Linked DNA regions of Mus musculus: region 2 is linked to region 1. A link is a contact called in public Hi-C data. All regions are on one chromosome and are shown on one strand. The core of a region is the stretch at or near the end of the contact, and the rest is flanking DNA. Distances in the headings are between cores, read along the strand shown. Region 1 overlaps Gm46948 (a long non-coding RNA gene). Region 2 overlaps Col1a2 (collagen, type I, alpha 2).

The links. Hi-C and Micro-C count contacts between places; a contact is called where the count stands out from the background.
Region 2: a contact with region 1 is called in a Hi-C map of embryonic fibroblasts, with 19 read pairs. The contact joins two enhancer-like sites. A contact is called at or near these places in 6 of 484 Hi-C or Micro-C datasets (cortical glia, embryonic fibroblasts, embryonic stem cells and 3 more) and 3 of 9 other capture datasets (adipose tissue, liver and pancreatic islet).

Annotation. Positions count from the first base shown.
Region 1 is chr6:4,430,459-4,434,165 of GRCm38.p6, reverse strand. The region is part of intron 3 of Gm46948 (a long non-coding RNA gene); the gene reads left to right. It overlaps Gm33788 (a long non-coding RNA gene), which reads right to left. Exons shown (of 7, transcript XR_377301.4): 2 at 410-536; 3 at 79-216. Among named protein-coding and RNA genes, the nearest start is that of Gm33788, 7.5 kb to the right of the region's middle. Within about 2 kb of position 1,780, at least 52 of the 459 cell types and tissues checked have an H3K27ac peak or open chromatin away from gene starts, as enhancers often do. A contact at or near this core is called in embryonic fibroblasts and muscle stem cells, where this site is marked.
Region 2 is chr6:4,529,341-4,533,047 of GRCm38.p6, reverse strand. It overlaps Col1a2 (collagen, type I, alpha 2), which reads right to left. Exons shown (of 52, transcript NM_007743.3): 34 at 2,823-2,876; 35 at 2,038-2,091; 36 at 1,891-1,944; 37 at 1,703-1,810; 38 at 1,100-1,153; 39 at 251-304. Among named protein-coding and RNA genes, the nearest start is that of Col1a2, 26 kb to the right of the region's middle. Within about 2 kb of position 1,872, at least 16 of the 459 cell types and tissues checked have an H3K27ac peak or open chromatin away from gene starts, as enhancers often do. A contact at or near this core is called in embryonic fibroblasts and muscle stem cells, where this site is marked.

The sequences.
Region 1 (3,707 bases), core at 531-3,030:
GATGTGCGGCTGGTAAATTAATCAGTGGTGAAGGGTAAAATTACACAGTTTAAAGAATTCTACTTAACAATTCCTCACCCCATTATTGCCTCTTCGGTATAATGGCAATAATGCTGACGAGTGGGGTGGCTGCCATCACACCTCATGACAAGTGCTGCTTGGGTCTTGATTAGATGACGGCCGGTCCTGGTATTCATTGTCTCAGACGCTCATCTACTGAAGTGGCAAAATAATGACCACGATGTTATCATTAATCTAAAAATTATGTTGGCTTAAAAAAAGAGAGAAAGAAAGAATTATAGTAAAAGAAAGGGCTGTAACAGGACTGTTGATTCGTCTTGGAAGCCACTGATGTGTTTTGTTGAGTTTATAGAAGGAAGACATCTCTATCTTTTTCTGTAAAGAGTACCTTGGAATTCAGTGCTTAATGCAGCCAAGAGTAGCAATGCTTCTTTAGCCAGTCCCACACTCTTTTCAAGTTATTCATACAAGGTCCAGGATGACATAGGAAACAAAGCAGATGTGATGACTGGAATCTGAAAAAGTCAGTAAAGAAGGGTAAAGAAGTATGAATGTGTGGTCAGTGATTAATAATAATAATAAGCCAGGTATAGGTGCTGGAGGAGCCTTGAATGGGGGACTTCACTCCTGGCCAGAAGGATCAGGCCAAGGTTGATAGTGGAAATGAGTTATCCATTGAGTATGAATCAAAACCAGGAGTTTTCGAGTGACGTCAGCATTAGGATGAGGGAAGGTGATAGGCGAAGCGACCATGTAAGTAGGCACAGCCATGCAAAGCTGTAATCTCAGAGCTCTGGTAGTGGATGAGGGTCAGGATGATGGATTTGAGGCCACTCCGCAGGAAGGCCTCGACTGCCCTGAGTACCTACCAGGGGGATATTTTCTGAAAGAGGCAGTGCTCCTGTTTGCTTATTTTCTAATATGTGTCTCATAATATATGTACAACCCTTTCGTTGTATAGATATCTTTTCTTCTGTATGGCTTGATTAGTGAAATTCCATCAGATGTGTGAGTCTAGCATCAGGGAAGAAGTGTGGGCAGAGCCTTGTATGAAGGTTGGGAATGGGTCAAGTTGTGGCTGTTGTTAGGAGGAGGCATGGATATGGTTACGATGACGAGCAAAAGTGCTGGCATAAGAAGTCCCAATCTCTGTTCTACTCCTGATGCCTATAAGTTTGGTCAACTTAACAAAATGTTCTAATTCCCACCCCACAGATTTCCAACATGAACACAGTAACAACAACAACAACAACAACAAAACTTCTTTAAAGTTTTACTCCAATGTTTCAAAGGATTAGGGAAACAGTGGCATGCTCTACAATGTTGCTATTATTATTTATTCATCTCTAATTATTTTCCTCCCTTCCACATCATCTGACTGCTTAGGGCAGGAAAGAGCAATGATGAAATCTCATGCCCAAGCTTTGGTTTTGCCATTAGAGTGGCAGATAGTCTCTGTGTTGCCAGATAAACAGCTCCAGCTTAACCCTCTTGGGTATGTGTTGGCTACTAATTTGAAGAACTATTGGAAACCCCAAATCTAGTTAGTGCCTGGTAAGGTACGTGTTTTTTGAAAGCATATGCCTGGAATAAAACTTTTCTGAGAGTGTGAGAGACGGTGGGAGAGTGTCATCAACGTGGGAGACACAATGGCTTTCGATTTCAGAGCAGAGCCTGTTTTCTCAGGGCTGTAGCTAATGCATTATGTTTTTCTCCTGGCGAGGACAGTGAGCACAAGACCTAAGCATACCATAGTCATGCGGTACTGATTGTTTAAGAAGCAGAAAGGTCAGGAAGATTCAGAAAGGGAGAACCACAGGCTAGGATGACTAATTCCGAGTCTTGCTGGAAGATGAATAGACTCTTATTTACTGGCCTCAACTCAGAGGCTACCTACCATAAGAAGCGTCAAGGTCTCCATTTCAAATGACCATGCAGCTATGGCTAATGACTGTATCCAGTTATAGAGCATGGGGCAGGTATATGTCCCCTTTTTAGGCTGCTTCCTGCCATTATCCAGATAGCTATTCTTGTTTTCCTTCTTTGTCCTCCTCCCCTACTGCTAAAATCACAGAGCCTCAGAAAGCAGTAGCAGGCCATTGGGATCTGCTAATCAAATCTAAGAGACCTGAACGCCAATCTAAGCTCATCAGATGACTTAAGAGGCTTCATTTAGGCAGGATCTGAAAAAGTCTCCTAAAGCGTTTGCAAAGTGAGAATGATCGTCATTAAGTGCTACGGATTTCACAGGGAAATATGGGTTAGGGCTTGTCACAGGGAAGATAATTTATGTGCTGGAAAACAGTATAGGCAACAGAGAGAAAAATTTCTTTATAATAAGAAAAAGAAAAAAATTGCAACAGCCACGGAGGATAGTGATTAAGTGTGAAGAAGCAATTCTTGCTGGCTTGATTTTTACAGTATAATTAAGTGGGAGAGAGGGAGAGGGAGAGGGAGAGGGGGAGGGGGAGGGGGAGGGGGAGGGGGAGAGGTAGAGGTAGAGGTAGAGGTAGAGGTAGAGGTAGAGGTAGAGGTAGAGGTAGAGGTAGAGGTAGAGGTAGAGGTAGAGGTAGAGGTAGAGAGAGATTGGTAAAATGTGCAACAACGGCTTTTGTTGATGTTTGGATATTTGTTTTCCTCTCTGTGATCTGAAACGGTGACATCTCCTCGTACATTAAATGTTCTTTAAAGCATCTTGCCAAAGTACCTCTTTATATAATCCTGCTCAAAATGTTGTCTTGGGTTGGGGAATTATTTGAAGTTGTTTCCTGAGTTCTTTTGTGAATAAAGAACTCACAGTCATTTTCCTTTTCTGTTGGGTGGCACTGCCAAGCTGCTCAGAGCTGGGGTTGAAATTGGTGTGATTTTGGGCCCTGGAGCAAATGGTCCTTTGCCTTAAAAAAAAAAATGTTCCTTTGCAGACAGTGGATTTGGCTTTTCATCAAGGAATCAAATGCCCACCCTCTGGGTCTGCTGGGACTATTTCCAACCAAAACACATTTCATTCCTGCGAGAATGTGTAATGACTTGCAAGTGAACACACAGCTAAGGGCCTGCTGAAAGAAAATGCTGGAAGAGACAGTTCTTTTTCTGTGGTGCTAGATGAACCATGGACAAAAGTGATTAATAATGAGACTTCTTATCCATTTAATTGCCACAGTAACTGGGAACTAGGTGGGGAGGAGAGCTTGCCCTTCCTTAAGTAGAGATGCTGTTGATGTCTGGCCCCTGGTAGGAGTGCACTGGATCAGAATGGAGTACAAAGATTCCATTTCAATTGCATTCTGTCTGTGCTTGGCTCTGGAGTTCATTGGTCTATATTAGACTCTCTCTCTCTCTCTCTCTCTCTCTCTCTTTCTCTCTCTCTCTCTCTCCCCCACCCCCACAATGTATAAGACAGTATTGCTTTATGGTTTATTTGAGGGAGATAAATATAATGGAATGAGATGCTCATCATCCAAGATGTGTCAAATGCACTGATGTGTTCAGGAAATATTGCCTGGGGCAGTTGAATTTTATGAAGAAGTTAGCGTTGGGGTTGCTACTTTAAGACTTGTTGGAAAAAGTTGGGTAGATAGCTCAGTTGATAAAGTATTGTGCAAATGTGAGGACTTGCGCCTAACCCCAAGAACCCACATAAAAACAAAACAAAACAAAGACAAAATCAAACAGCCTTAGTAGAGTGT
Region 2 (3,707 bases), core at 623-3,122, 99 kb before region 1:
TTGTAAAAAGCGATTGTGGATTCCAAAGGGTGCTGGTATTTATATGAATAACAGTACTTAGATTGATATTTTAAAATAAAATTTGCAATGACTTTTGTCTTAATCATTCATCAAAGATAATTTTAACTCAGGAGAGTACTAGCAAATATTAATAATTTGTTTAAATAGATATGTTCTCCCCTAATTTCCTACCAGAGGCCTGGCCTTCTGGTGAGAGTAAATGGAGTTATACTGGGAATGATGTACTCACACTGGGTCCGGGGGGACCAGTCCGTCCAGCAGCACCAGGGAAGCCAGTCATACCCTAAGAACCAAGCACATTCAAACTCAGTCAAGTCAACTCTATGAATTAGGATAAAACAAGATCCTTTCCCTTTGGAAAATTATCATGTGACTAAAGATGGACCATAGAAGAGCCGTCCCTTAGCTCAAGGTAGAGGAGCACTTAACTAGGGTCCTGAAGGCTCTAATAGTCTATACATCTTCAGTATGCTACTAGATGTAATGCCTGAATTTTACACTAAGATTGTTAGTACTTACTGAAAGGCTAGCAGGTTATCTGATGGTGAGATGAGAGAATATAAGCTATTTTCATTAGGGTATGTGAATTTTTATTGACCACTTGGCTGGGTGAGAGGGTGGGGACACTAGAAAAAGGAGTGTTGTCTAGAGAAGGAAGTATGAAATTGAGTCAGAGTATTAAGTATTGCCTAAGGAGGGAAACCGTTAGAGGGATTCATTCTGGGGACCTCTGAGTCTCTAGGGAGTTGGTGTGAAAACCTGAGATGAGGAGACTTGGTCAGTCAGAAGAGTTGTTCTATTTCCCAGTTAAACCGCCTGAATTTGACCTTGCTTATTCCCTCGTGGGGCAGTAGCAACCTCTGATGCCCACCCAGAGTTCTTTCTGGGATTCAGTCAATGCCCGTGTAGTCGACTTTAAGCTCGGTACTGGTGAACTTCATAACTTTTCTGATTAGATTCGAATGAACAGGACTCTCAAGCCTCTACTTTTCACAGTCCAAATCCACCAGAATGCTGAAACTTTCACATTGTCACTAATACGTAAGCTAAGAAAGAAGAGTCAATTGTAAATACTCACAGGGGGCCCTCCATCACCACGACTTCCAACAGGACCAGGTGGGCCATTAGGACCCTAAATGAAAGCAAAAAGGGTGGCTTCAAATCACAAAACAAGTAACTCTTACACACGGCACACTTGTTTTCTCATGACTCATCCTTAGCTATCTCCTCTACCCTTGAAGAAAATTTAGAAATGAAACACAGTTATCTACATCACATGAAAGAAATAAATGTTCTGTCCCAACAAGTAACACCCCATGGATTACTGAAGCATGAAAACAAGATATTCACAAAACTTTTACATGGTGTTTAAATGTGATTTAAAAAAAAAAAAAGTCTTGTAGGGTGTGGTGGCACATGCCTTTAATCCCAGCACTTGGAAGGTAGAGGCAGGCGGATCTCTAAGTTTGAGCCCATCCTGGTCTACAGAGTAAGTTCTAGGACAGCTAGGGCTACACAGAGAAACCCTGTCTGGCAAACCACCTTGTGTGTGTGTGTGTGTGTGTGTGTGTGTATCTGTAATCTTTTATCTGGAATGCTTAATAGACAGTAGGCACTTAATGGGCACATATTGGATTATACAAATGCTTGGGTATATTGGTCAACAGTGAATTTAACTTACAGATGGGCCAGCAGCTCCAACAGACCCGGTTGGACCAACAATGCCATTTTCACCCTTAGGCCCTTTGGTTCCCTTCTCTCCTTTAGCACCGGGTTGGCCAGCAGCACCCTGTTGGAAGAAACAGCAGTGAGCACTGGCCTTCTGACTCACTGTGATGTCATCTTAATCTCCCTTAATATGATACTCACAGCAGGACCAGCAAATCCATTGGGGCCAGCAGGGCCAACTTCACCACGTTCACCCTAGGTGGGAGATAAAGACATCACACTCACAGCCTCTCAGATGTCTGTAAACCATGAACTATGAATATCCAAAAAGCTGTGGTTTCTACTTACAGGGCTACCCCGAGGACCAGCTGGGCCAGAAGGACCGGCAGCACCAGCTTCACCCTGTAATGGTACCAAAGAGCAGTGGTGAGTCGCTTAATGGGCCTCACATAGATGAGGGGAGGAAGAGAGAAGAGCGGTAGAAAGAGGGTTGTTTTCACGCTTTGCAGTTACCTTGGAAGAGACTAATGGACATTTCAGAGAATAAAATGAGGTGAATTCTTCCTCTACTTAAGGCTGGCTTCATTTTAAAAGGTGGAGTGGTATTGGTTCTTCACTTGCAGAAACACTATAAATCAGTCCCCATAACACCAGGAGGAGGACATTTTAATTTTTAGATAGATGCAGGACTGATCTATTTGCTGCAATCTTTGCAATTCAATAAATAAGGTCTATTTTAAAAGGACTGTTTGTTCGATGTGAAATGGGCACACTATGTATTTTATTGATTTTTTTCCCCTTTTTACAATTGAAGGCTTTAAGGAGGCTCAGTGCATTAGGATATTGTTAATGGGCAGCAGGGAAAGTCTTTAAAACAAATGATAGGGCTTAAGGTATAGATCAGACAGCTGGCACATCCATAGGCAGGGGAAGAGAACAGCATTTGTTTCCTGCAAAGGCTAGGTTTTTTTTTTTTTTTTTTTTTTAATAAACAGGTTTTAGACCCAGCCATAAAAATGAATTGCAAAGGATCTTTGGGACTAGGGCAAGCAGGGAATTTTACATACTGCTATCAACTCAGAGAGCTACAACTCAATGAAAACCTATACAACTCATTTCAAATGCGTACTTACCCGGTCACCTGAGGCCCCAGCAGGACCAGGGGCACCTACAGCACCAGGAATGCCCTAGAACACCACAGAAGGAAAAAGGTCTTACTAAAAATAATGCACAGCATCTTAATTGAACTCTGTCCTGCTGCGCAGGACAACTGTATTGCACATTGTGGTAAGACATCAAGAAAGATCCCGAGGGCCAGCTAGATGATTCAGCAGGTAAAGATGTTTGCGGCCAAGTCTGATGACCCGAGTTGGATCCATAGGATCCGTATGGGATCCATCGAAGGAAAGAAGCAACACTCATCACTTGTCCTTTGACCTCCACATTGAGTGGCATGTAGCCACTCAATGGGTGCAAGTGAATGAGAGCGCACTACTGAGAAAGCCTCTAATCCTTGCTGGTGCTTGTCATCAAGGTTCTCAGAAGTCAGTTCAGGAAGAAAGAACTGGGTTCTGGAAATGTGGAAGGCCAGAGCAGGAGGAGGGTTTGGGTCACCCTTGTAAGATTCCCTGGAGGGAAGCAAATGCATAGCCTTATTTGGAACTGTTAACAACCAGGTGACTCAAGGCAAAGGATACTGGGAATGCATTACAGCGAGTTCTCAGCTTGGAGGGAGAGGTGACAGAGTAATGGCAGCTCATGAAGGCAATGAGATTTCCCTAGGGGTCATCTGTGACACTTAAGGTAGTCACAGATAATTTCCGAGGCTGCCCTTAGATCAGTTCCTGGGGTGGACCAATGAGTAGTAATACCTTGGTGGGGGCTGTGGCTTTTTTTTTTTTAATGAGAGAATTGTTTGTCTAAAAGCTCTGTTTTCAAGGAGTGGTCTTCAAAACCTGCAACTTTCGGTGTGCAGCTTAGTGTTGCCATACTCAGTACTAAAGAACGTAGACTAAGTC